7 separate regions of the Mus musculus genome follow, and all the other regions are linked to region 1. A link is a contact called in public HiChIP or PLAC-seq, Micro-C and promoter capture Hi-C data. All regions are on one chromosome and are shown on one strand. Each heading gives the region's core, a stretch centred on a gene start, on an enhancer-like site or on the middle of the called end of the contact. The rest is flanking DNA. Distances are from core to core; before and after follow the strand shown. Region 1 holds the start of Ddx20 (DEAD box helicase 20). Region 2 holds the start of Tafa3 (TAFA chemokine like family member 3). Region 3 overlaps Rhoc (ras homolog family member C). Region 4 holds the start of Cept1 (choline/ethanolaminephosphotransferase 1). Region 5 holds the start of Mov10 (Mov10 RISC complex RNA helicase). Region 6 holds the start of Dennd2d (DENN/MADD domain containing 2D). Region 7 holds the start of Wnt2b (wingless-type MMTV integration site family, member 2B).

Region 1 (3,727 bases), core at 819-3,318:
ATTGAATACCTGAAGACACAAGCAATGATCCTTTTAAAGATGTCATCTGTTGCTTACTACCCTACTGTAACTTTATTTATCCTCTCATTACCTTAACAAAAAGTGTGTTTCTAATGATTCTATAAATGTGAGAAAATATCTTGAAAAGAGAAAGGAAACGTAATGGTTAACATTACCTATCCAATTGACAGGATCTAGCATTACCTGGAGATGGGCCCTGGGTGATTATCTCTGCTAGGTTAATTGATATGGGAAGACATCTTAATAATGGCAGGGCCATTCTCTCTTGGGGATCCTGGCATGTATAAAGTGAAGAAAGCTTCACACTTGCAAACATCCACTGTTCTCCGCTTCCTGAAAGTGGATGTAACGTGACCTGCCACTTCAAGTTCCTACTGCCTTCACTTTTCCACCATAATGGACTGTATCTTCAACCATGGTCCAGAAAACCAAAACCAAACCCAAACCCAAACCCAACCCAAACCTTCTCCCTAAAGGTGCTTTTGGCACAGCAACAGAAAAAGAGACTGAGAGAGAGGAAGAAGTGAGGAATGAGTTTCACTCTTTAACTGGGAGTGTGGTTAGACAGTGAAGTGTTTGTGTAGTATGCCAACATCATGGATTCAACTCTTAGGAAAAAGAAAGATAAAGGAAGTAATTTCTGTGCCTCTGAGGTTCATGGTCTGGACAGGGAAGCCCATCTAGAAGGGTTTTGCAACAGTTAGGATGACCAGAAGACCCAGGGTAGATACTATGGAGATGGTAAAGGAGTGGATGAGACATTTGGAGACACAAGTATTTGACAGTAGTTTGATAGAAAGAGGGTGAAGGCAAAGCAAAAAGGAATCCTCAGATTTGTCATCTGTGGATTGGGTGGGTGAAAGATGTGGGCAACTATGAGGAAGCTTGCGATCTTTAGTTCCTCTTCCTTCATTTGGATAGTGGACGTTTGCTTAGTGCTTTGTTAATTTCTAAGCAAACATGTCTTAGTTAGGGTTTCCATTGCTGTAAGGAGACACCATGGCCAAGGACATTTATTGGGGTTCTTTTACAGGTTCTGAGACTCAGTCCATCATCATCAATGAGAAAAGTAATAAAGATATGCTTACATTTGGAAGCATGACTAAAGCTTTGTTCTAAGAGCTCTTTCAAAAAACAGTATTTAGTACGTGCCAGATTATGTTTCTCCTACCAGAGACAGAAGGGAACAAATCAGAATAGCTTTCTGTCCTCATGGAAAGTGTGTGTGGGGGTGGTGGTGGGGGGTGGACAATAAACATTTTAGGTAGTTGTATCATGAAGAACCTGACCAGGTATGGTGGCACACACATGTCATCTCAGTATCTGAAAAGTTGAGCCAGGAGGATTTCCAATTTGAGGCCAGCCTGAGCGGCATAGGGAGACTCTGATTTAGAAAATAAACAGACCAACTAACTAAGCCAATCAAACCAAATAATCAAACTCGGGGATAGTGGTGGGAATAATGGGAAAGGCCAGGAAGCAGTCAGGATGGAAACCACTCAAGATTTCAAGAAAAGCCTCTTTGACAGGGTGACACATGAGTGGGTCTAGAGGAAGGGAAAGTGGTGTGCTAGTTGCCCACCCCATAACGGAGGAAGGGCACACAAAAGATCCGTTGGACCCGAGACGTCTATTAGCCTAGGGTTTCCGAGAGAGCGATCAAGCAGAGCCTAGGAGTTGGCGTGCAGTCCAGGTTTCCACTTAAATATCAGGAGACTTCCGTCACGCGACAGGGTACGGATCGCGAAGACTTCGGCGTGGCTACAGCCGAGCTTGACCCAAGGAGCCGACTCCAAGCCCAGGCGACGGCGACCGATTCGCGAGCTGCGTCACAAAGCGCGTCCTGGGCGCTCGGGTCTGGAGCCCCGCCGCGCGGCCAGGCACTCAGAGCCGCGGGAGGCCGGCAGCGGGCGGCGCCCACCAAGGGCACGCGGCGCCCTCTGCAGGCCGCAGGCGGCAACACACCGGTAGCCTCATCTTCCCTCGCTCTTCCCGCCTCTTTCTCAGGCTACATTTTTTTTTTTTTTCTGCTCCCTCCTAGAGTGACAGCCTCCGACTTCCGTTCTTCCCCTCCGCTTCCAGGCGTGTCCGTGTCTTCTCCGGGAGGCTGCCAATAAAGTTTTTCTCCTTCTCGCTCCCAGGAGCCCCGCCTCAAGTCTAAATATCGCGAGATCTGGAGGCGCGGCTACCATGGCGGCGGCGGCGTTTGAAGTCCCGGCGGCCTTGACAACCTCCGAGTCCACTATGGCTGCGGAGCGTGCGGCCGCGCCGGTGCAGGCTGTGGAGCCGACTCCGGCATCCCCGTGGACCCAGCGGACCGCACACGACATCGGCGGGCCGCGCACACGTACCGGGGACGTGGTGCTGGCGGAGCCCGCGGACTTCGAGTCGCTGCTGCTGTCGCGACCGGTGCTGGAGGGTCTGCGGGCGGCCGGCTTCGAGAGACCCTCTCCGGTGCAGCTCAAGGCCATCCCGTTGGGGCGCTGCGGGCTCGGTGAGGACCGGGGCCGGCCGGCGGTGGGGGGAAGGAGGGGACGGCGTGGCCCCCGGAGAGCTCCGGCTCCGCGCCATCGCGGGGCTAAGCCAGGCTCTAAGGCGCGCAGTTGAATTTGAGGGTAGGACTTTCTTCCAGCATGGAGTCCAAGTTGGAGAAGGTGAGCGGCAGAGATTCGGGGCGCAAAGGGCTGGGGAGGTAGCTCGGTGGTTAAGAGATTGGGGCATCAAGCACACCTCCTGCGCGTTTGAGAGTCAACCAAAAATACAGGTGGCAACTAGGTCCTCATGGCAGAGAACCTCTTCATTCTCCTTTCTCGTATTTGGTATCTGGTGGCATCAGTAAATCTAGGTAATAATATGTAATATATATAATTTTTTTCTTCCTCAGATTTAATTGTCCAAGCTAAGTCGGGCACTGGAAAAACTTGTGTATTCTCCACCATTGCTCTGGACTCTCTGATTCTTGAAAACTATAGTACTCAGGTGAGTCTAACTCAGGATCCGGAAGGGGGTGTGTAGCACGTGACTCTATTGAGAGTCGTGACAAACTAGTAACTCTTCCAGATGGTGAGTTTGAAGAGGCCGGACCAAAGCGTATGCAAGTTAGGGAAGTAAACTAGATGGTCACGTCGGTGAGTTGTGGCCAAGGCTACGTCCAGTATTTTAAAGTTGGAATTTTCTGTTATAAGTACATCTCGACCATTTGTCAGTTGGAATCGTACAATTAAAAATTCATTTACTTTCTGACTAGAGTGGGATTAGACATAGAAGGTAGAAGTTCTGGATTAGTAAGTACTGTGCTATGGCAGAAATTTCAGGTGGTTCTTAAAGCCTTGTGTATGTGTTGTATTGATCTCTCATTTTCTAGGTTGCCTCGGGATATGGTTTTAAGATTGTCCTACTCAGCTTTGGGTTTGGGGGATCATTCTTTAAAAAGCTTTGTTTAGCCATTGTTACATATAAATACTATAGTAGGCACTAGGGATTAAACAGTGAATAAGATGTGATCCTGACACTGTCGTCTGGAGTGTGTAGTGATGGCTGACTTCAAAAGGGGGCTTTTGAGATGGTCGATCTTCAATGTGATTCCTTTAAACCCAGGATTCTTGTATTTGTTGTCTAGAATCTTTGAGTTCTATATCCACGAAACCGTGGGAGATAATGAATATACTTTTTAAAGTACATTGGCTAATTTATTTGAGATTTAGGA
Region 2 (3,727 bases), core at 746-3,245, 910 kb after region 1:
TTATTATTCAGTGTTTCTGGGTCAGTTTATCTATCACCTTTCGGCATCACCCAGCTTCTGGGCTCTTCACAGCATCCACAGTGTGACTGCAAAGATGGGCCACGCCACAGAACTGGGGTCTATTGACCCCTGGACTCCAGTATCAGATCATGGACAGGGATGCTAGCTGCTCCCCTGAACTCTGGAACCACTCTGGCTCCCATCTATAACCAAACTCTAGGGCTCTCGTGCATCTGAACCCCTCTCCTATTCCTAGACCATCAGACCTCTTCAGTCATTCCCGGCCCTCTCCCTGAGGCAGTACAGTGAGAGCAAGGAGGAAGAAGGCAGGAAAAGTTGGTGAGATGCTTACCCTGCTGGGAGCTGAATGACACTCCTCCATTACAGAGGAGAAGGGGGTGGGGCGGGAAGAGGGCATTCTCAGAACAAACATGGTGGCACACATCTATAATCTTAGGAGGCAGAGGTAGAGACAGGATGAGCACAAGTTGGTGGCTAGCCTGAGTACATAGTAAATTCCAGACTAGCCAAGGCTACATAATGAGACTTGGTCTTAAAGAGGTAGGGGGAATGGCTTAGCAGGCAAAAGTGCCAAGCCTGATAACCTGAATTCAATTCTCAGCACCCTGGAAAGAGAGATCCAGAGAGAGGGAGCGCCCCGTCCCGGGCTGTATGCTCAGGATCCAGAAGCAGGGTCCTTCTTTGTTTCCCCCACACTATTACGTTCCCAAACCTTCCTTACTCTAACAGGTACATACACCTCTGCTGGGAAGAGGCAGAGTCACAGCACACTTCTACCCTCAAGTGTTTAATGAGCCCAAAACATGAACCTGTCGTATTTTTGTTGTTGGGACTATTGACTGTCTTTCTGATGAAGATACTAGAAACCTCAGATTTGGTTTCCAAGGTGAGAGTCACACCCATTATCCACAGGGCCATTCATGCCTGGTGAAACCTTGCAGCCTGGTTCTCCACCCCGGTACTACCCTTGGTCCTCCCACGCAGGAGGGCAGCACTTCTGTGCTGGAAGTATATTTTTTTAAATATTTATTTATTTATTTTATGTATATGTGTACACTGCAGCTGTACAGATGGTTGTGAGCCATCGTGTGGTTGCTGAGCCATCTCTCCAGCCCGTTGAAAGTATTTACTATCCTTCCCGGGTGGCAGCCGGGAACCCCTGTGGTAAAACAAACAAACAAACAAACAAAACAAAACAAAGAAAAAAAAACCAAAAACTATGCAACTTGAGAATCTTCTAATACAGTGGTCTGCTTTTAGTGCCTGGGAAGCACCTTAAATAACACTTGATTGTACTAACAAAGAACTGGATTTTATACACACACACACACACACACACACACACACACCACCTCCTTTTCTCTTTCTTTCCTTTGAAGATGTGGTCTGGCTAAGTAGCCATTAGCAGGTCTGGAACCTTGTGTAAACCATACAGACCAAACTTCCTCAAACTTTCAGGCAATCTTACCTTCCCATCTCCCTACCCCTGCTGTGCTTTTCTTTCTTTGTTTGGGTTTAGAAGGTTGTTCGGTTTGGTTTGAGTTTTATTGTTGTTTGTATGTATGTATGCTTGTTTGTTTGTTTTTTTTGTTTGTTTTAGATAGGGTCTCACACTTAACCCCTGCCTTGTCTCCGAAATTCTGGATTACAGGTGTGAAACCCTGTCCGAGGTCTGAAGAACTGAATTGTAAGATTTAATGAGCTCGGATTTAAGTAACAGCCTACTGCTGGTCTAAATGAATACTACTCCCAGATGCAACGCCTATCCCCATCCCAAAATACCACCTACCTCCTTGAACTACTAGACTAGGGGCCACATTCCTGAAAGTTTTAGTGACCTGCTATAATTGATGTGTTTTGCTCAAGGAACTGTCCCTGAAAAGAGAGTCGGTGGGCTTCTATTCCTGACTTGCTGTGCGCCACAAGAGGCCGCTGCGGGCCAGCTGTGCCCAGGTTCCCCGCAGAGCACCCCCACACAGTTTCGAAGAAGCCGGCGGTGCCCGCAAAGGCTGGAGTAGCGAGAACGACTCCCAGTCTAGCGGCTGCGCGCTCCTCAACCTGCAGACCGAAAGCTCGGGAGGACCCGGCCTAGCCCCGCAGAACTGGTGGGTGCTGGACCAGAGCATCTAGGTGCTCTAAGCCGGAGACTCCAGCTTAGCCAGAGCCCCTGCTCTCCTCGGGCGCAACAACTTTGACGATCTATCGCGGACAGAGCTCAAAACCAGACAACACCTAAGCTGGCCACTCCCTCGAAGAGCCCGATTTGGAGAGTCTAGATGCCAAGCTCAGAAGCAGCGAGGACCTCAGGCCAGAAAGTTGAACCCGGGCCACTGCTGTGAAGCAGGTGGGTACCAGGAGTAAGAATAAATGCTAGAGGGAACAGAAGTAAGCAAAAGCAAGATTTAAGGTTCTTGTTGACCTCTTGTTGCTATGGAGGCTGCTCTCCCAGCCCCATCTTAGCCTGAATTAAGGATTGGGGAAACAGCTCAAGGAAACTGAGGCAGACTATGGATGCTGACGAACAAATCCCAGAAACTCCCTTCTCCTGTACCTTTCCAGGAGGGAATGAATAGAACGCCAGAGAGCCCAAGTCTCCCATCTTCTCCAGGTTCTCTGAGCACTGGAATACCTAGGAGAAATGTGTGTGTTGGATCAGACACGGTTAGAACTCAACCAGAAATAGGATGTCCCCAAGAAAAGAACGAATGGCATTTGCAATGGTCAAAATGAGGGTTCCTGGCATAGCCTGAGAAAGAAGACTTATGAGAAAGGAGGTTCATCTAGAAGTGTGGGGACACACCCATGCCCAGGGGACTGGCCCCACACACCTTCCACCCCCACCTGCATTCCCCTCGATAGGCCCTCCCTCAGATCACCAGCAATGTGCTTCAGTTTGACTTCTCACTGGGGACTGAATGAGGAAAGGCCTTTGGCAGAGAGTGGAGAAGCTCTTGTGGGCTGTGCACGGAAGCAGAGACCTGTTGCCGTGCAAGGCTAGCCCTCTGAGGTGGGGCTGAGACACAGCAGCAGAATTCAGCCAGTTTCAGAAGAGTCCAGGAAGCAAGGCTCAGGATGGGTTGGTTAGAGGTGGAGGGAGACACAGAACTGGGAGACCTGGGGCTTCTTCCCCAGCGGTCTCTTCTGGGACAAAGCTGGCAGACTCCACCCCCTTTTCTGACCTTAGCTCTATCCCAAGACCAGAAAGATGACAGCACCGATTCTTAGACCCTCCCACCCCTGCTTCACTCCTAGGAAAAAGAAAGCCTATTCACTCGTCTCAGGGTCACTGCCCCCACTGCTCTGTAGTCTGAGGGAGGAGGGTAGGGGAGCAAGGGCAGATTCCCAGAGCAGAAATGGCTGCCTTTGCCTTGGGACAGCCTAAGCTGGAGTTCCTCATCCTCCCTTTCTCTTACTCTCTTCCAAGCTTCCTCTTAGCCCCTCCAGGGGTCTGGTCTCTCTCCATTCTGAACAACCGCCATATTGTTCATCAGATGGAACAAGTCTGAGACCAGCAGATGAACAGGCAGAGGCCTGAAGACCCCAGGAACAGTAAGTGAGACATCTGGAGATGAGAATTGAGGAGAAGACTGCCCCTCCAAGGGAGCAGCTGTTTCCTTCTTTTTGGCCCCTGGTATTCCTAGAACTGTGCTGTCAATTGCTGGGGACAGTGACCAGGCTAACCCGTGGCCTCCTGGGGCTCTTCCTG
Region 3 (3,727 bases), core at 380-2,879, 890 kb after region 1:
CTCCCACTCTGTTCCTTTGCAGCACAGTGCCGTTTGCTTTGAACAGTTTCCAGGCCCCCCACCCTATAACTGGCTCTGTCCCACAGACCTTCACAGCAGGCCTTCTGCCCTCTTCCGGGCTCTGCGATTCTCTTACTCATCTCCAAGTACCCAGTGTCTTGTCTGTACCTCCCTGGCAGCTTTGTCCCCTAGAGCAGGTCTGTCACCGTGGTTCCTCCTAGGCCTATCTGATCTTTAAAGCCCTGTGTCTGCACTCTAGGTGGGCTCTGTGGAAGAGTTCCAAGGCCAAGAACGCAGCGTCATCCTCATCTCCACCGTCCGAAGCAGCCAGAGCTTTGTACAGCTGGATCTAGACTTTAACCTCGGTTTCCTTAAGAACCCCAAGGTTGGTAGGCTTGTGGGTGGCGTGAGTCCTTCCATGGGGCCTGTCCCTTTGATGACATCACCGCTTCCTCCATCCAGAGGTTCAATGTTGCTGTGACCCGAGCCAAGGCTTTGCTCATCGTAGTGGGCAACCCCCTCCTCCTAGGCCACGACCCAGACTGGAAAACGTAAGTGTTCCCAGCCCCCATAGTTGCTCTTAGCCACCGTGAGCCCCAGCCTGGGGCAGGTTTGTCCTCGACAAGCACTGGCTTACTTCTCCCTTAGTCCTCAGAGCTGTTGGTGTTAACAATGCCCACCCTGTATTAATAAGTGAGGTGGAGCAACTCTGCCTCAGATGTGACAGTGCCGAGCAGAGGCCGCCAGACTCGGCTCCTTGGCAGTTCCCCATGCATGCCGATGTTCTGAACCCCACAGGTTCCTGGAGTTCTGTAAAGAAAACGGGGGATATACCGGGTGCCCCTTTCCTGCCAAACTGGACCTGCAGCAGGGACAGGACTTGCTCCAAGGTCTGAGCAAACTCAGCCCCTCTACCTCAGGTATGGATGGGCCCTGCTGGGCCAGGGAGGTGAAGTGTGGGAAGCCGGCAGGATAACCAAGGATGTCTCTTTTTTTTCTCCCAGGGCCCCGCCGTCACCAGAATCTCCCCCAGGAGCGGGAGGGTGAAGGGGGCCTGCCCTTACAAGTGGAGCCAGAGTGGAGAAATGAGCTCTGAGGCCACAGCCGCCCGCCTTCTCACACCAGCCAAGCCTTATTGCTGCCTATCCCTGACCCAGAACCCAGCTCTCCTGTCCCTGCAAGAGATGGGAAGGCCGGGAAGTTTACAGCCCAGACCATTCCGCCCCTTCCTCTGCTAGGGAAGACAACCCAAGCTGCTAAAACTCGGAGGAAGGGGGAGGAAGAAAGCTTTTTTTTTTTTTTAAACCCTCTCCTTTGCAGTGCTGGGGATCGAACCCAGAGCCTCAAATATGCTAGGCAAGCACTCTGCCCCTGAGCTGCTTTAAGAAAAACAAAATGCTGTTCTATGCAAAAGCCTCTTGCGTGTGTCTCATCAGCCTGGTCTTGCTTCCTGTGCCCCCAAGATGACCCTCCAGGAGGGTTTCTGCCTAGAGCCACGCCCCTTCATAGCTGCTTAGCGGGGAGGAAACCCGATGGACAGGGAACCAACCCACAGGCATCTATGTTTAGCCAATGGTCCAGACCACTCCCCTCACCCACCCAGGCAGTCTGCCAAACATGACCTCATCCTGTACTAGACTCCACCCTGTCCCCTGCTGCCTCCGCCCCCAGCCCTGCCTCAGCAGACAGGGGCCCAGCCTAGCCAGCAACTTGGAAATGAAGAGGAAAAGATGGGACTCCAGGCTCACAGCCAAGGTAGGCCAGTAAAGACAGGAAGCTGCCACACACGGTGCAACCTTTGACCTTTATTCATGTCCCCACCAAGTTAAGTCAAATAACAAGGCTACTACCCAAAGCAGAAACCCCAGTCCCTACCCTAGACTCCTCCTGTGAGCCAAAAATATATAAAGTGCTGGTGTGTAATATGGGGAAGGCCAGAGGGACTAAGAGCCCCACCCCCTGGACCACCGCTTCTGGAGGAGGAGCCCTGCTCAGGAAAGGCAGGGCACCAGCCCGGTTCCCAGAGGCAGGGAGGAAGGGCCTAGCAGCCCCCACTTGGGGCTGGGAAACTCATGCAGTCCTGGGCAGAAAGGAACCAAAAAAGAAACTGGCAGCATGGAGTCCTACAAGGATGGCGTGGGGGAGGGTAACTGTACCCCTGGGAAGGGAAGGGTGGGAGGGTTGAGGAAGCTTTGGGGAAGTCAGAGAATGGGACAGCCCCTCCGGCGCTTATTCTTCCGGACCTGTAGGCCCGCCCGAGTGGCCATCTCAAATACCTCCCGCACCCCTTCCTTAGTCTTGGCCGAGCACTCGAGGTAGCCAAAGGCACTGATCCTGTTTGCCATGTCCCGGCCTTCCTCAGATCGAACCGGCTCCTGATAAGACAAGATACAGGGTCAAAAGAAGGGGTAACTGAGCATCCTCCAGACTGGCCCTGCAGAATTCCTAGGTCCAGCTACCACGGCCAGTTTCCAGGCTGGGGACATAAGACCCAGGTTGCCATTGCAGAATTCTGTCTGATCCCTCCCCCGCCCAGCCTCACCCCTACGGCACCCATTCCCCCCCTGAACAAGTACCTACTGCCCAACTGACTTCATACTCCGTCTTCTCTAGTCTGGTGGCGCTCAGCCTTCTAGTGCTGCAACCCTCTAATACAGTTCCTCATGTTGTGGGGACACCCCCCCACTATAAAATTATTTTTGTTGCTACCTCATAACTGTAGTTTTGCTACTGTTATGAATCGTGATGTAAATACCTAATATGCAGGATATCTAACATGCAGCCCCAAAGGGGTCATGACCCACAGGCTGAGACTGTTCTCGTCTATACTACATAGCTACCAGAGTACTTTTACTAACAGAGACTGAACCCCCACCTAAAGCCTTAATTAGCCTCCCAAGATAGCCTACCTTCCCCTAAGTAAAACAGTCCACTGGCTAGAGTTATTTAGCAAGTCCTCGAGTACTCACCCCTCTGAGCCTTCTCCCAGCAGTGTATAATGCCCTCCCTCCCCAGGGAACTCTTAACACACAGCCCCCACACCCTCGGGCAAGTCGCTTCTCTGATACTTCAGTTACTTGGGGGCCCTTCTAGTTCTTCCCAGCATTCGGACAGGACAGCAGATGAACGTCACAGTCCCGCTACCACTGGCTATCAGCTGTTTGCATCTCGGCTGGGAAACTTGCCTCACCACCAGCAGCGCAGCCCCACCCACCTGTTTCATCTTGGCCAGCTCTCTCCTGGTATGCTCATCTTGCCTCAGGTCCTTTTTATTCCCCACTAGGATGATGGGCACGTTGGGACAAAAGTGCTTCACCTCTGGGGTCCACTTCTCAGGAATGTTTTCTGCAGAGATATCACCAAAACGTGGATGTACCCACTTCTACTTAGCAACAGAAGCCAGGTCTTCTATAGCAGCCCTGGAGTCTACTGAACAGGCAGTACCTTGCACAGCTCAAAGCCCTTTGCAGTGAACACTCCTCACCCCAAGGGCTACTGTCTCTATAGCAAAGGAGACTTGCAGGACCTACATGCTCCCAAGATTCTTCCAAAGCCTTACCCAAACTGTCAGGGCTGTCAATGGAGAAACACATGAGGATGACGTCAGTGTCCGGGTAGGAGAGAGGCCGCAGGCGATCGTAGTCTTCTTGCCCAGCTGTGTCCCACAGAGCCAGCTCCACCTGACACACAAGGCTATTGAGCAGTTGGCCTGAGGGCCCCAACCCTA
Region 4 (3,727 bases), core at 725-3,224, 860 kb before region 1:
AAGCAGCACACAAATACTAGCCAATGAACCAACAGTGTCTGTGGCCTGAACACTAGAATGCAGCACTGTGAGCAAAATGTTTCCTTTAAGGACCTAATGCTTGAGATCTTTTATAATAGTGATCTATCAGCGGTAATTTTTAAAAAAAGTTTTAATTGTAGGAAGTCAATTTTCTTATTGTTTGGCACAGCATTTCCCTAACCCCTGGATGTTATCTTTTTTTAAAAAAATCCATAATTAACACTTTCTAATTATTGAGTTTCAGGCAAATTTCAAATTTCTGGGATGTAGTATTCTATGTGAAATATAAGTATAAAATACTATAACAATTCATAAATTGCAGTCATAACTACCCATACATGGCTGCATATAATTTTTTTGAGGTATTAAATACTTGTATGTGTTTAGGCTTTGAAGATTCTAGCTGTTTAAACTGACTGCTTAGAAGCAAGGCAGGGCTTAAAATATTGTTAAGAGTCTTTCGGAGACAAGTGAGAAACCAAAGTAGACAGGAAGAGTAACATGGAAGACTAACAACTGTCCAGTGCCTTCCCCTCCAAAAAGGAAACGTGAGAGCAGTCTCAGACCAACAGGATTACGAGTGTAATGTTTAACTATTTTATGGGTCAAAGCATTCAAGAACCCTTTTAAAGAGTGTTTGCATAGCAAACAAGAGGCCTTAAGTTCAATTTCCAGAACCAAAAAAGAAAGCTTTAAGATGACTTAAAAATATATAAGAAAACTTCACACAACAGTAAGGATATTTAACAAATTTTTTTGCATCTCTTACCCATCTCCTCTGCTTACTTTGAAGCTCCATGAGTCAGAAATCCAGTTACATTTTTTATTTTCATAAGCATTTAAAAGCCACTGGTAATAAAAAGAACCTTTTTAATGTTGTCTCTTCTAAGTGGTAATAACTAAAGAATAACAAAAGTGTAAACTCTGGATGTTCCAAGTGAATGAACAGGTGGCCCCAGGTTTTTTTCAGAGGCGAATAGAAATATCAGGCCACAAACAAAGCATAACAAGGACTATTTTCCTAAATTCTAATATGGCCTCTTGACAAATGTAACATTTTCCAATGGCTAATCTCAAAGCATCTAGTTTCACTGCCAATAAATTAAAATTTGATAACGCAGCCCCGATAGATTAAAAAAATGTTGCATTCGGTATGTAAATTAAAATTGGGAAAGCTGGAAAACTTATTCCTGTCTCAGTGCTTTACAAAGGAAAGCAGCTGTTAGGATTCCCAGGACTTGTGATTTCCTTTCAACTAGGGACCACTCCCTTTGAAACACAATCATGGGGTGGAGACAGAGCTCTGTGTAAACACAAGGTCACCACTGGTCTCAGTTTTGAACTTCCTCAGCCCCAACCAAGTAGAAATAAGGGCACAGGGATGACAAAGGGTATTAGGGCAAAGGTTTCCTTAGTTGATTCAACAAAAGCAACCCCTTGCACACACACTCCTAAGTCTTGTAGTACAAGAGTTTCACTGTCCCTGGCACCAGAAAAATATAAGGGACACCATGCTTGGCACGACGCATCGCTTGGGATGAAGTGGTGGTAGAGGTACTAAAGAAGAGAAAAAGTAGGACGCGGAGACCTCAGCCTAGTTGTCATCTCCCGTGATTCGTGGGTTCCCGGAGCTGGCTCGCGACTCTAGTCGTGGGTGTCACGAAGTTCACGGAACCAGGTGAAGCTACCGAGGTTCGCGTGGCTCGCGCGCCCGTGGGACCAAGGGGGCTCGCGTTGTGCCCTCGCTCTTGGCTTGCGAACCACACTTCGACACAGCACCCAAGTAGAAAACCTGCCGAGCGCCAGGCCAGGCACTTTTCCCCCTCCCACTCACCTTCTTTCCTGTCCCCGACCAGCCAGCTCCAGCCTCAAAGTGCAGAACAGGCCCACTGTAGGAGCCTGGGCGGAGCCCCGGGGCGCGCTCCCGAGTAGCTCGGAGGCGCGCCTCAACCTTTTCTGAGTCCCCCCTCTTTACGGCAATCGTGAAAGTGTCGTGAACGTGCTGCCGCCTATCAGTCACTCAGTCGCCTGGAGTCGGAGTTGCTATTTCTAGGCTTGTGCTTGTTGGGTTCGGGGTAAGGCTGCGGGGGCCCGGCCTAGGGAAGGGGCGGGGATGTTGCGGACGTGGCGGGGCGGTTTTGTCCCGGGAGGAGCGGAGCGAGGGCCGGAGGCTCTGGGCTAGACAGAACTGGGTAGCTGCGGACGGACTAGCTGAAGGGGAACGCCGTCCTTGCTGGCGCTGGGTGGCCTCGCGCGCGGGGTTGTGGGCACGGCGAGGGGCGACGGCCAGTCCCGAAGGCTCCGGAGTCGGAGGTGGAGGGGCGCCTGCGCGGTATGCGAGCCGTGGTCGTGGGAGGGAGCACCCCAGGCTAACCCCCGGTGAGCCGAGGGCTGGGGCGCTGGCTTCGCGGAACCGACCTTGTCTGGCGGGTCCACACCCTCCTGGCCCGGTGTTGCCAAGTCCAAGAACCGTGCAGCATCCTGTGCGGTCTTTGCTGTCCTTTTGGGAGGCGGTTAGTGATGTTTCCTGGCTCGGGCCACGCTTCTTGTTGGGCAACTTTTCTAGAAATTTCAACCCATATTGACAGGCTCAGAGATTGCCAGCTAGAGTTTTATTTCAGTCGCGTTCTTAGAAGGAGATTGCTGGGGTTTTTGCCTGTGTTCCCAGGAATGCTTGGCTGAACCTCAAGCTTTACATTTTACCGAGTTTGAGTTTTCCAGTTTGATGCTTGGCATTTTGATACCAGTTTTTACCAATGTTGTATCATTGCTGTTGAATATATGGCATTGCTAAAACTCTAACTCACCAGGCAACGTCTATTGCAGCAGGAGGCAAATTCATAGTCAGTTTTCAACGAGTATAGGAACTTTGTAAGTTGTTAGAATATTTCCTTTCTACTTTACAACTGTCAGGAATGTGTTCAGAATGTGTGTTGAATTGACTGGCTCAAACACAAGGAAACTGTATAAGACATTTGGAGCATTACCAATTTAAAACTATTGGCATTCGATGAGATTTGAAGCTTCAAAATCATTTTGCTACATATTTAGCCTATGCTGAGAATAACTGAAGTCCCTGTACAGCTGGTCATAAAGACACAACCCTTCCTTTTAAGAAACGAAGTAGGTAAATCTGACTCTCACATTACCAATTACATTTTATTGCATAGCACTTTCTTTTCTAAACTACATTTTGCTTTCTTCTTCTTCTTCTTCTTCTTCTTCTTCTTCTTCTTCTTCTTCTTCTTCTTTTCTTCTTTTCTTCTTTTTTTTATGGTTGGTTGGGTTTTTTTTCTAGACAAAGTTTCACTATGTATCCTTGGCTGTTCTGGTACTTGCTGTGTAGACCAGATCCGCACCAACTCAGGGATCCCCCTGCTTCTCTCTACCTTCTTAGTGCTGGAATCACAGGTGTGCACCACCACCCAGCTATATTTTGCTCTTTAAACTGGCTAGAAATGCTGGTGGTGCTCATTTTGAGGGCCATGCAGTGCTGTTTTTAAGAGAATATAAAAAAGAATACAGCTCTAGGCTTTTGGTCCCTCCTCCTCTGAAGTTATTTCCCCCTTTAAGGAACACACAATTTCACTTCAGCAAAACACCAGATCTAAGCAGTACTGTCTGCTTCTGAGTACAGAAAAGCCCCCCTGCCCCCAGACAAACATGTTTTATGTATCATTTGTTAAATAATGCTGAACTTATTCCT
Region 5 (3,727 bases), core at 659-3,158, 870 kb after region 1:
AAAAAAATCCCCCCTGAGAAGCTTAGAGTTTATTTCACATACAGTTACAGACTGCTGCTGCTGTTCACAATACCATCAACCTTACTTCTTGGAAGTCCAATTCTTAAGAGAAAGATGTAATGAAAGCTCCAGGAAATGACTGAGCTGAGGTGATTTTTGAGAGGGGGCAGGCATTCTAAAACCGAATGCATCAAAACAGTAACTTTCAAAGTAGAGCCTTCCAGAAGACAAGTAGAGATGTCACATTGTAACCAAAGCCACTCACCATTCAAAACTTACTCAAGTTTTTACATGGACTACTGTCTGTGTTTTGAGAATGTTCAGATAATCCAGAGAAAGGGCTGAGGTCCTCAGGTGACCAGATTTGCTGGTCTGAATTGTTAATGTGTGATAGTGTGAAGGGCACAATAAAAAAAAAAAGCCTTTTTAGTTCTTCAGTTAGTCATGTGTCTGGTTATTTTGAGTAAATTATGTCATTGGATTCTGGTTATCAAGTGTAGCCTTGGGTGCATTGGGATTCCTAACTAAGCTATTTCTGTATGTCTAAAAGGCACTTTTATTGTGCTCATCATAGGTGTATTTGTAGGATTTTGAAATGATAAAGAATAGCAATTTTGTTTTTGAGACTGTCCTGCTGTGTAACCCAAAGTGGCTCAGACTCTTAGTAGACCTTCCTCAGACTCTCAAGAAGTGGGATTACAGGCTTGGACCACTGTGCCCCAAAACAACAGTACTTTTTAGAAGTCTATTATCTTCTCTGAGCCTGCATCATATAAAGTGGATGGGAAGGTCTGGAGGTGTTAAGCATCTGGCTACTCCTAGTTTTTCCCTCGAGTTTACATCAATTTCTAGGACGTAAGATTTCCCTGTTCCTGTAGTCTCCATTCCTGACTGCATAGCATACTCTTGGCTTAGGAGTAGTTAACCAAGGGGGAACTTGACCCTGTTCAGGGCATTCCCTACCCTGGGTTAGACTGTTGCTGCCTATAAGGAACCTTGGAGAACAGTAACTTTGATACATGTGGAATTCTGGTAGATTAAGCCTTTCTCACTTTCTCATTGTAGTGTGTATGGGGTTTGTTTGTTTTGGGTTTTGTTTTTGTTTTTTAGTTTCATTCCAGGGGATAAATAGGTGCAGAAGGCTTGTTTTACATTTGTTGTTATAGTAGCCCCACCCCTTAGTTTGCCTAAGCATATTGGTCTACTTCTTTTCCTGGTACTAATGTTGTCAGTGTTAACCATTTATTGCCTAGCACGCCTGGCTCTCTAGGTGCTAATGTTTTTTTGACTGGCTGGGCAATCATGATTTACTGCCAATAAGTAGTGAAGAGTAACACAAACCGAGTGCCCAAATGCATAGCTCAAGAGCAAGAATCTCCAACCTTGAAGTATTATGAAGCCTGTGTGACCCAGAAAAGCAAGGACTGGGTCTTGGCAGAAGCTCTTGTCCCTCTCTCCCACACGCACACCCCTTTATCTATAGAGACACTTGCTCTCCCTCCATCCATTCCCCACACACACACACACACACACACAACTTTGACTTCTGCCTTCCTCTGTATCAGAAAGCCAGAGGAGGGAGGGAATGGGGGAGGGGGCGTGCCGCTCGCTTCCGTACTGGTTTATGTCCCTGGCAGTCTGGGGGAGGTGCTGGACGAGCGGCCCCAGTCCAGCTGCAGCCGACCCATGTCCGGGGCTCTGCCCTTTGCTCTGCAGCTTTTCTATGTCCCGAGGCTCTGGAGAGTGGGCGTGGGAGTAGCCCTAGCTGAGGCTCCAAGGTCCTCCGGGCTGTTTAGGGGGCCCCAGGCGATATCCACGTTCGGATCCTGGCTCGCTGCCAGGGGAGGGAGCTCGGGGTAAGGGGAGGGCCCTGAGGGAGGGGTCAGACTCCTTAGGAAAGAGTTAATGTGAAGGGGGGGAGGGGATAGGACGAAGAGACCGAAAGGAAGGCTCAGGTAGGAGAAGGACGGAGGAGGGGAGGCAGTCGGGGAGAAGGTGGCTGGCCGGAGCAGACGTCAGAGGTAGGGGGCTTTTCCCCTTTGCACCCTCACCCCAGACCAGCCAACTCTAAACCGCGGCGGCGACTTTCAGTTTCATTTCCGCGGACCCTCCTGCCTGGGCCGCAGCCGCCGCCGCCGCGATGCCTAGCAAGTTCAGCTGCCGAAAGCTCCGGGAGACCGGCCAGAGGTTCGAGAGTTTTCTGGCCGAACGTGGACTGGACCTGGAGACAGATCGTGAGCGGCTGCGGACGATTTACAACCACGACTTCAAGCCCAGGTACGGGCCGGCCCACCACGGGCCCCAAGACGCGGGGCCAGCGCCCCGGGTGGTGGGGCCACCTTCCCGCCGCGGGTGCACAGGGATGCAGCCCGGGGCCGATCAGGCCGGTCCGGTCCTGGCAGACCTACTCCGTCGTCTGCCCACGCCCAGCCAGCGCCACCCGTAGCCCGCCCGCTCTGCACAGCCCAGCCCGGCGGGGAGGGGTCGGTGCCCACGCGCGGCTCGCGGTGGTCGGGGCTCGATGGTGGGGGAGGGGAGTCCCACAGGGAAGGCGCTGCAGGCGCGGGCCAAGCGGGGATCCCCGCCCCCTTGTTAAGGGAGGACTGCCTGCAGGGTCCACGCTGCGGGAGAGCTGAAGAGGCCCAGGGTAGGCGGGAGAATCTCGGGGAGCTTTAGGGAGAAAAGAACACAAACTGCGTAGGCAATCAAACCTCCCTTAGCACCTGTGGCTTCTCCATGGAGACTCGGGGCCAGGGACAGCCTCCTAGAGGCCCCTTTTCCCTATGGCTGAAGATATTTGGTTTCCTTTTCCTGTTACCACCCAAGTAAAAAAATCAAAGAGACTTCTGTCAAACCATAGACGAACACCTCTAGCAACAGGCTGCTGCTATGGATGGAAGCCGGAGAAGCAATTTAGCTGGGATGAGTGTAAAGAGGTGCACTAGTAAGCAGGGGAATGGGATTGGGCCTTAACAGATTTTGAGAGATTTGCCTTGCAACTGACCAAAATGCTAGTATGGGTGAGATATGGCTGCTGTTACGTGATTTGGGGCGAGTTTTAGACGGAATTAATAATGATAGTGTAGCTTGAGGCTAGGGGAGAAGGTAGGAGTCCGCGTTAACCAGAATATTACTGTTATTCATGAACATGTCTTAAAAGGAACATTAAAAGGGTTGAGTGGCTTCTTGAAATAGAGGCAAAGACCTGTATTATGCTCTACCCTGTGCTGGGTACTGTGGGAACACACAGATGAAAACTATGCAGTACGCAAGGTATGATATGCATACAGCATAGTCTATAGTATGCCATACAACAGGCTGAAATGACGCCTGGGATGGTAAGGAAAATGCTGAAGGAAGGTAAAGAGCACTTAGCACAGGATGGATAGTCAACAAGTCTCCACCCATGTGTTCACCTATGTCCACAAAGTGCAGTGTGGCTCTGATCACAAGTCCAGTACTTTGGAAGTAGGGAAAAAAGAGTGCCTAACTCCAAATACAACGGATTGCTAGGGACTTAAAGCAGATGTCTGGGTGTTGTTTACTGAATGGAAACATCATACATCAAGAGCAATTCTTGCTATAAACAGACCAGAAGGTTACATATGGAAAGTGGAGGGTGTGGAACTTGATCAGATCATCTGAGCGGTAAAGTTTCTCACTAAGCTAATTTATCAGGGCTATCATTTATTCTAGTCAAGTTTATAACCATACAGGTTGGCCTCAA
Region 6 (3,727 bases), core at 437-2,936, 800 kb before region 1:
CTAGCTGGAAGAACCTCAAAGAGAAAGCAATTTGTTCTGGGCCACATCAATGTAACCTTGGGTTGGAATTCAGTATCCTGAGGATTTACATATTCAAAAAGAAGATTAGAAAGGTCAGCTGGACCAACCTCCTGAGAGGGTGGCATCAGAGAGAAACCACATCATAGAAAAGAAGCAACCCTTCCAGTTGCTAAACCTTCTAACAAGAGAGGCTGGTAAGAAGGGGACATTACGCCTCACCCAGTGCATGATCAGGCAAGAAGAGATCTAATACTTTGGGAGACTGATCTTAGGCTGTGCTTGAGTCGGGGGCCTGCTTGATTCTCTACCACACAACCAGGAAGGCCATCCCTTCTTAGTAGTTCCAGCAGAAGCTGAGTTTTCCTGTAGGAAAAGGTGACTGAGGTGGAATTTGGAAGAACTGAAGGTTTCCCACAGGGGCAAGAGCATTGTTTCCCTGCTCCAGAGTTTCAGTCAGTCCTTCACAAAGCAGTCAGACCTAGATTCTCTGGGTGATTACAGAAAACTAGGGCTGGGCTACAAAGGAAACTAGAGCAGTGAGCTCAGGGCTAGAGCCCAGGCAGCGTGGTAAGACATAGAACTCCTCTATTACCTTTTAAACACACCTTCGTCCTCCCACCTCCATCCTCAGGCCCCACTTCTCCCTCCATCCTTACCTTGGGAAACTGGTAAGTGATCGTGGGCTCATAGTCATCCCCTAAACGCTTTTTCTTTAAAGAAACAACAAGAAGGTATTCAAAGAAGTGCTGGCCTCCAGCAAAGCTAGATGGAGAATGCTCCTGGATCCTTTCTGGCTCTGTGACAGCTTCCCCAGGATTGTTCTGGGATTGTCCTAAAATGGAGATGCAAGGGTCTCTTGAGTATTCTTTCCACTCCTCCATTCTGTAGTGCGAGCGAGAATCTGGGCAACAACCATGCCTCAAGGCTACAGTGCCAAGCCTGACCAGGCACCACCAGGCAGGATCAGAGCCAAGGGGGCAATTTCCATACCTGCCCTGGGAAACTTGAAACTGTGGAGTGACACAGGAAGAAAAGAAAACACTGATGTAGAACCGAGGAGCCATGCCATGCTGTGGAGGTTCTTGGAGGCCTGATGCCTGACACTGTATAGTCTGCCTGATGCAACAGTTCTGGGTATTTTGTGAGCCCTGAGTAAATTTGCACTAAATAATCAGAGTAGACCCATAGGGCATTTTTTGGTAATTATAGCAAGACCTCTGCAACAGACGGGACTAGCTCTGCAAACTGATAAGGCAATCCTCCTGGCTTGACCACATGGGGGCCATGTGGGTTTGAGCATATAAAGGAAAAAGAGGATCACTACAGCAGGAATCAGCCCATAAAAAGATCATCCGAAAAAGGAAGTAGGCAATCCAGTTCTGACCTGCTCGAAGTCGTGGCAAGCGATTTCGGAGCAGCCTGAGGGTTCGGCCTACCCCTTGTCCTTCCATCATTCTGAGCTTTGGGGGCATGGATGTTCTTTCTCCTTCAGGCTGGCCACAGAAAGCCTGAGAAAGTGCCTTCTGCCTTGGTCTCCAATCACAACTTTATTGAGCTGAGCCACACGCTGTCTCCCAAAGGCAGAGAGCAGTTTCCATCCTGTGTACTCCGTAATTGAGCAAGAAGGATGTGAAAGGACCCACGAGGCAGCTTAGTGTGGGCACTGACAGAAGCAGCATCCTGGCACTACAACTCAGCTCTTGGCTCCTCCCAAGAGCCCCAGGGTGTGGTAACAGAAAAGGTCATGAGCAAACATCTCAAGGCACAGCTGCTTCTGGGCCAAGGGCTTTCAATTCCAGTGCTTGCAGACCATGTGGTGAGTTTATTTACAAACCCAGGCAGCGAGGGATGCCTGTGAAGATCAGACTATGGACTCCAGTGCCTCGTGGGGCACAGCACAGGTATTTTACATCCCTCATCCTCCACTGCTCACGATCACCTTTTCAAGCAATCGTCGGGAGCTGCAAAGTCCCACCAGGCCAACTGGCGAATCTAAAACATCAAGGATCTTCAGGAACCCAGGACTGAACACTTCTTGCAGCCAAGATGCCAGATTGCCCTGATTCAGATAAGTAGACTTGCCCACTCATTCTCTAAATGTACTAATAACTTGTAACAGGAGAGGCCCACCTCTGAGAGGCCCAGATATACAGAATAGCTGTGAAGGTGATTACTTCACCCACTCCTCCCTGGCAATCTTTCCTGATCTAAGGCATAAATCTCTCTCACTATTCCAGGGTTCCGGAAGAATCCTTTCTCTCACCATCTTTACTAAAAGGAAGCAATGACTCGGGAAATCGTCCCCAGCTTAGAGTAGGAGCCTAGTTGCATCAGCAGCTGTAGGGGTACAGAGCATCTTCACCCCTCCCCTACCCCTGCTCAGCCTTTCCTCTGGTTGGGCCAGGACAAGCTAAACAGCAGGCCCAGTACTATGTCTAGAGATTGAGGAAGAGGAGAAAAGTAGTCGCTGATACCCTGGGTTATTAAACAGAAAGTCCTGAATAAGGAAATGTACAGGATAAGAGGAAGGAGACTTTGCCCAGAAGTAACTTAATGGGGAGGGAAGAAGTAAAAGGATCTGGTGCCTGTGTCTGCCACTCCTGCAAAGAATTAGCAGCCCTCTGGGAGGGAGTGTGTTGCTATGGTAAGAAGGAAGGCTGTCACCCTACTCCTAAGAGCACTGAAACTGTGGCACTGGTAAAATGCAGGACTCAGAAACCCAACATTGACTTGTGGCGGAAGCAGCAATCATAGTACAGATGATGAGAGTTGGGATCTTGAGAACGGGGAAGCAAGACACCACAGAAAGTACTTGTGTCTTACTTGTAGCCTGTATAGACATGTTGCATAATCTTTACTGGTTGCCTTACGGAGCAAGAGCATGCCTAGTACAGAAAGGAAAACCGAGGCATTAAGTCACTCGGAGGCAATTGAAAATGAACAGGATCTGTACAAAGTGAACGTCATAAAAAGTTCCAAATCCAGGCTCAGGCCTTCTGGTGTATTACACAGTAAACATCTCCCGGTAGGAAGAGGTAGTGGGTGGAGTGGGATGGGTGGCGAGCAAATGGCTTGGGGGGCCAGAGTCATCTTCCTGGTCATCCCAGAAGCTCAGGAAATGTCTTTTCCTCAGTCCTTGGGGCTGGCTTTTCACTCCATTTCCTCCTGCTTTATCAGGAGAAACAAGGGACCAGCAATGTCAGAAATCCCAGACCAATGAAAAGTAACTAAGACCTTTGGGCTGAGGCTCAAGATCCAACAGAGTGTTTTCTCCTTCTCCCCCTTTCAAAAGGGGTTCTCACAGAAAAGCACGAGAAGGATCAATATGCATCAAACTCCTCTATAGTAGAAGGCACCTCACTTGACCCGGATGCCCTGGAATGGATTATTATCCTCAATTTTAATTGAGGGAGGAGCCACTCCTCTAGGGAAGTCAGGCGTCTGGTTATACTTGTTCCTCCAACAGGAAGCCCCTCCCACAACCACCTGAAGGAAGAGAGGGGACTTTAGGGAACCTTGATCTGAAAAGCTGTTGTGTGTTCTTTGCTGAACTGCTAGCAACCCAGAATCACCGTAACAGTCTTCCCTACCAGTGTTTTACACACACACACACACACACACACACACACACACACACACATCTCTAAGACAAAACAGCCTGAGCCAGTGAACCAGAAGGGGAAATCCCCCAGGAAGCAAGAGGACA
Region 7 (3,727 bases), core at 810-3,309, 730 kb after region 1:
AGCTGCTGGTTCCACTTGCTTCCTGAATTCACCCCTCCCCCCTTCTCATCCAAAACCAGTCCAGCCCCTCCTCCATCCACACAGCCCAATGACGGTGGGCACCTTCTCTCCTTCCGACCTTAGATTACCCTCCATTTACTTATCTGAACTCCCCTCCTCCTGCCTAGGGCACTCTGCTCCATTTAGCTGACTGCTTTGATGGCTCCTGCCTCGGGGTGTCTACTGACTCTGCTTCTTACAGTGCTCTGCCCCAGTGTGCCCAGCTTACTTCCTGCCTGCTCATACCCTCTCTTCATTATCACCATGATGAGGCCCCTTTACCCTGCCGGATTTGCCCACAGCGCCCCCCCCCCCCCACCTCTCTGCACTCTCTACTTTGTAGCATTCCCCGTGCTTATTATCTGTGTTTATTATCTGTCTTGCTTAATAAAGTGTAAGCTCCTTGAAGGCAGAAATGCTTTTTTGATGTGTGTGTGTGTGTGTGTGTGTGTGTGTGTGTGTGTGTGTGTGTGTGTGTGTTTTCCTGGAGCCAAGCACGACTCTATCAGATGAAAGAAAATAATGTTTGTGGAATTGGCACATCTACTTTGCCTCTTACCACAGAAACTGCAGGCAGAGGACTGAGTTGAGGGGAGAGAGGATGAACGCCCCTCTGAATTGTTCTCTCTTCTCTGTCTCTGAGATGTCTGCAGCCAGCTGTACCCTGTCCTTCACACTCTGGCATCTCTAACACCCCCACCAAACACGGACTGACAGTGAGTTTGGGGTTAAGGTGGGTGGGCAGTGGCCAGCGTGATGTTTACATCAGAACTATATAGTTTAGATAAAATCACGAGGAGAGGCATGAAAAACAACCTGGGAATGGGAGGCTGGGCAGGAGAAACTGAGGCTGAAGGAGTTAGGCCAGACCTCAGAGGAAGTCTCCAGTTGAAAGGCTCCATCTGGGCTTTAAAGAACTTTTGTGTTTCAGTAAGGATCATTGTGCCCCTATGGAGCTTCAACTTCACACATAGGGAAGTGAGAGCCCGTTGGGGGTCGGGGGTGGGGCATACAAAAGGAGCAAGGTATCCTTTCAACCCTCTTCCCAACTACCCTACCCCACCTCCCCGACTCTGCGGGACTGAGGGACCAGTGGAGAGGAAGAAGGGTGGAAAGGGAGGGGGGAGAAAAGGCACCAGGGCTTCCACCCTCTCCGCAGGACCCCCACCCCGGCCTCTGGTGCGGGAAAGCAGCCCAGCTGTTTCTGATTCTTTCCCAGTCGCAGCTCCGCCCGAGGGGGTGGGGGACGGAGATACTGGGAGAGACCGAGCTCTGCCGAGCCCTGGCCAGCCGTCAGGGCACCGGCAGGCGGCTGCGTCCCGCCCGCAGGTGTGTTTCTTGGGTGGCTGCGCTGCCCTGAGTTGGGGAAAGCACCAAGGTGGACAAGACTCTCAACGACGGGCGGGACGAGAGTGGGTGGGAGAAGCGGTGGGCGGGGTGGAGGGAACGTTGAGTCCTTCTTGAGAGGGTCCGCCGCCCGAGGCCGGTTGCCTACGGTGGTACCCCTGAGGGCAGTGTGGCCAAAGGAGTCCCACTATCCCGCAACTCTTGCTGGCCGGGTGTCTACCAGTTTCCTAGAAGCGCAAGGATGGGAGGACCAAGAGAAAGTGCATCTTCTGTACTTAAAGAACTGGAAGTGTCCGCAACCCTCTCCACGTCTCTCCCTCGCCACACACACCGTGTGCTCCTTGCCATCAAACGCAGTGGTCCGCGTTGCTGAGTGAAGGGCGCTAGGACCCGGTGGCGTGGCGTGGCGTCGGTAGGGACAGGGGGCTGCAGGCAGGGAAGAGCCCCGTCGCGGGTGGCCAGAGCAGGTGGGGACGCGGCGCGGTGGCGCCCCGTAGAACGGAGGGGAGGAGGCGGCCGCCACACCTAGGGCGCCGGGGAGCACCCGGGCTGGCGCGGGCGGAGCCGCGCTGAAGGCCGCGCGTGTCCCCGGCCCCGCCCCGCCCCGTCCAATGAGAGCTGCGGCCGCAGGGGCTGTCGGCGCGCTCTGGCCCCCGCCGCACTCCGCGCCCCGGAGCCACTGACACCGCACCCGACCGCCCACACCCGGCTCAGCGCTCGTCGGTCTCCTGGCCCTGCACGCTCTTGGGAACCCTGCGTCTGGCTCCCGGGCTCCACGTGCCTTGAGGTCCTCGGTCGCCCATGGTCCCCATGGCCACTCTGTGGGGCGATCTAGGAGACGCCTGAGGAAGCCCAGACAGTGCCCGTCCACGGCCCTGCGGGCTTCGGGGCGGGAGTCTGCGGGGAGCTATGCTGAAGCTGCAGGGTGAGGATGAAGCCGCGCAGCTCGCCCCTCGGCGTGCCCGCGTCCCCGTGCCCAGACCCACGGCCCCCGACGTGTCCCCATCTTCCGCCCGCCTGGGTCTTGCCTGCCTGCTGCTGCTGCTACTCCTGACTCTGCCGGCCCGTGTAGACACGTCCTGGTGGTAAGTATGGTTCTGGGGTTGGTAGGCTTACTGGAACGAGTGCATTGCTCTGGGCATCGGCTGCTTAGGCACCAGAATTGCCTAGGAGGAATTAGAGGAAGGACACAGTCCCAGAAGTTTCCAGTGGCCAGTGAGGAGTTGGAGAAAATGAGGCGCTGGAGAGGAGAGCCCTGGGCATCTGGAAGGAGGGAGCTGATGGTTGAAGTCCCCTAGGCTGCCCCATTGTGCCCCTTGGTATTTCTACTGAAACCTCTACCGCAGAAGCTACTTGGTGATTCTCTCTCAGGGTGGGAACTAGTCGCCTCTCCACATCCTGCAGTGTCTGTTTGGCATGGTCATGGTCTTCAAAAAACCTTACACCACCTAAGAGCCCTTGGAGACACGAGTAGGGGGGGCAGCTGGCTGTCCCCCACATCCCTCTGCTAGTCTAGCCCACACAACGAGCCAGTAGCATCCACGGAAAGGCTTAGAAGTGAAATTGAGGCACAAACTTCCCCTAATGCCCACAACCGAAACAAATTAAATCCTTGGGGTTGCATAACGCAGGCGTTTGTCACCAGCCTTGGCTTTGAGGGTGTAATTTGGAACACCGATGCCCCCTTTTGCTTTCCTGTCCCAGATAACATAACCTCCCGCCTTTCCTCCCCAAGCCCCAGGGGCTTCTAGAGTCTCAAGAGTTGTGAGACCCTCTCTTCAGATCTCTTCCTGCAGGCCTTAATCTTCAGACACTTCCAAAGGGCAGATGAGGCAAAAGGCGTCCAGGATCCACCGGATGCCTGCTGTGTTCTTTGTAGAATTCCCGACCCGGCCCCAGGACTCCTTCATCCCCCTTTGGATACGCATCCTCTTTCCAGGAAGGGCAAGGAGGGTAGAATCGGACTGCAAAAAGATTCGGATGGCTCATCCTTCCTCCTCACCTCTCCAGTCGAACTGGCCTCTTGGGCTGGGCCAGTGCCCTCTCTAACATGTAGTGTCTCCCTTCCCCGCTTGCTCTGCTCCTCCCCTGAAACAAGCACCCCCTCCTCACCCCCACCCCTACCTCCCACAGAGCGAGGTCTCTTCTCTTGCACCCTGTAGCTGCTTTCTCCCCTGGACTAGGAATCTGGGCTGGAGGGGTGAGGGGTAGCTGGCTGAGGGGCAAGGCAGCTTGGGCTGCAGATTCCTATCATTTCAAGATGCTGCTCTCTCCATCCCCACCCCCACCCCTGTTTTCCTGTTAGAGAAAAATCTTCCTTTTGGATCTTTTTTATCTCTGC

What was found. Promoter capture Hi-C pulls out the DNA fragments that hold promoters and counts their contacts. A called contact is a pair of places that touch in the nucleus more often than the background predicts. HiChIP or PLAC-seq counts read pairs in DNA pulled down with a chosen protein or histone mark. Capture Hi-C pulls out chosen DNA fragments and counts their contacts.
Region 2: a contact with region 1 is called in a promoter capture Hi-C map of stem cell-derived epiblast-like cells, with 3 times the contacts expected there. The contact joins the promoter of Tafa3 here to the promoter of Ddx20 in region 1. A contact is called at or near these places in 3 of 39 promoter capture datasets (embryonic stem cells, pre-B cells and stem cell-derived epiblast-like cells) and 1 of 115 datasets of contacts at active chromatin or transcription factors (neural tube).
Region 3: a contact with region 1 is called in a Micro-C map of embryonic stem cells, with 4 times the contacts expected there. The contact joins the enhancer-like site here to the promoter of Ddx20 in region 1. A contact is called at or near these places in 1 of 39 promoter capture datasets (pre-B cells), 1 of 484 Hi-C or Micro-C datasets (embryonic stem cells) and 1 of 115 datasets of contacts at active chromatin or transcription factors (neural tube).
Region 4: a promoter capture Hi-C map of liver shows a contact between it and region 1, with 5 times the contacts expected there. The contact joins the promoter of Cept1 here to the promoter of Ddx20 in region 1. A contact is called at or near these places in 16 of 39 promoter capture datasets (the 3T3-L1 cell line, the C10 cell line, the HPC-7 cell line and 9 more), 9 of 484 Hi-C or Micro-C datasets (B cells, CD4 T cells, LSK cells and 6 more), 6 of 115 datasets of contacts at active chromatin or transcription factors (bone marrow-derived macrophages, effector CD8 T cells, epiblast stem cells and 3 more) and 2 of 9 other capture datasets (adipose tissue and liver).
Region 5: an H3K4me3 HiChIP or PLAC-seq map of bone marrow-derived macrophages shows a contact between it and region 1, with 3 times the contacts expected there. The contact joins the promoter of Mov10 here to the promoter of Ddx20 in region 1. A contact is called at or near these places in 3 of 39 promoter capture datasets (hippocampal neurons, pre-B cells and stem cell-derived epiblast-like cells) and 1 of 115 datasets of contacts at active chromatin or transcription factors (bone marrow-derived macrophages).
Region 6: a promoter capture Hi-C map of liver shows a contact between it and region 1, with 5 times the contacts expected there. The contact joins the promoter of Dennd2d here to the promoter of Ddx20 in region 1. A contact is called at or near these places in 14 of 39 promoter capture datasets (the 3T3-L1 cell line, the C10 cell line, the HPC-7 cell line and 7 more), 7 of 484 Hi-C or Micro-C datasets (B cells, CD4 T cells, CD8 T cells and 3 more), 14 of 115 datasets of contacts at active chromatin or transcription factors (the 230-238 cell line, CD8 T cells, the SCID.adh cell line and 9 more) and 3 of 9 other capture datasets (adipose tissue, liver and macrophages).
Region 7: a contact with region 1 is called in a promoter capture Hi-C map of embryonic stem cells, with 2.2 times the contacts expected there. The contact joins the promoter of Wnt2b here to the promoter of Ddx20 in region 1. A contact is called at or near these places in 4 of 39 promoter capture datasets (embryonic stem cells, hippocampal neurons, maxillary cranial neural crest and 1 more).

Annotation. Positions count from the first base shown.
Region 1 is chr3:105,685,912-105,689,638 of GRCm38.p6, reverse strand. It overlaps Ddx20 (DEAD box helicase 20), which reads left to right and starts at 2,068. Exons shown (of 11, transcript NM_017397.3): 1 at 2,068-2,515; 2 at 2,906-3,000. The coding sequence starts at 2,212.
Region 2 is chr3:104,775,815-104,779,541 of GRCm38.p6, reverse strand. It overlaps Tafa3 (TAFA chemokine like family member 3), which reads left to right and starts at 1,995. Exons shown (of 7, transcript NM_183224.3): 1 at 1,995-2,365; 2 at 3,446-3,570.
Region 3 is chr3:104,792,518-104,796,244 of GRCm38.p6, reverse strand. Rhoc (ras homolog family member C) reads right to left here. Exons shown (of 5, transcript NM_007484.2): 3 at 3,560-3,680; 4 at 3,215-3,345; 5 at 1,786-2,375. The coding sequence ends at 2,202. It overlaps Mov10 (Mov10 RISC complex RNA helicase), which reads left to right. Exons shown (of 20, transcript NM_008619.2): 17 at 260-385; 18 at 463-551; 19 at 799-920; 20 at 1,005-1,413. The coding sequence ends at 1,096. Among named protein-coding and RNA genes, the nearest start is that of Rhoc, 5.3 kb to the right of the region's middle. Within about 2 kb of position 1,629, at least 157 of the 459 cell types and tissues checked have an H3K27ac peak or open chromatin away from gene starts, as enhancers often do. A contact at or near this core is called in embryonic stem cells and neural tube, where this site is marked.
Region 4 is chr3:106,546,049-106,549,775 of GRCm38.p6, reverse strand. It overlaps Cept1 (choline/ethanolaminephosphotransferase 1), which reads left to right and starts at 1,974. Exons shown (of 9, transcript NM_133869.4): 1 at 1,974-2,096. Dram2 (DNA-damage regulated autophagy modulator 2) reads right to left here and starts at 1,978. Exons shown (of 9, transcript NM_026013.3): 1 at 1,856-1,978.
Region 5 is chr3:104,816,486-104,820,212 of GRCm38.p6, reverse strand. It overlaps Mov10 (Mov10 RISC complex RNA helicase), which reads left to right and starts at 1,908. Exons shown (of 20, transcript NM_008619.2): 1 at 1,908-2,277. The coding sequence starts at 2,141.
Region 6 is chr3:106,483,999-106,487,725 of GRCm38.p6, reverse strand. It overlaps Dennd2d (DENN/MADD domain containing 2D), which reads right to left and starts at 1,686. Exons shown (of 12, transcript NM_028110.2): 1 at 1,406-1,686; 2 at 678-853. The coding sequence starts at 1,493. 2010016I18Rik (RIKEN cDNA 2010016I18 gene) reads left to right here and starts at 1,813. Exons shown (of 2, transcript NR_033207.1): 1 at 1,813-1,922.
Region 7 is chr3:104,960,041-104,963,767 of GRCm38.p6, reverse strand. Wnt2b (wingless-type MMTV integration site family, member 2B) reads left to right here and starts at 2,059. Exons shown (of 5, transcript NM_009520.3): 1 at 2,059-2,471. The coding sequence starts at 2,296.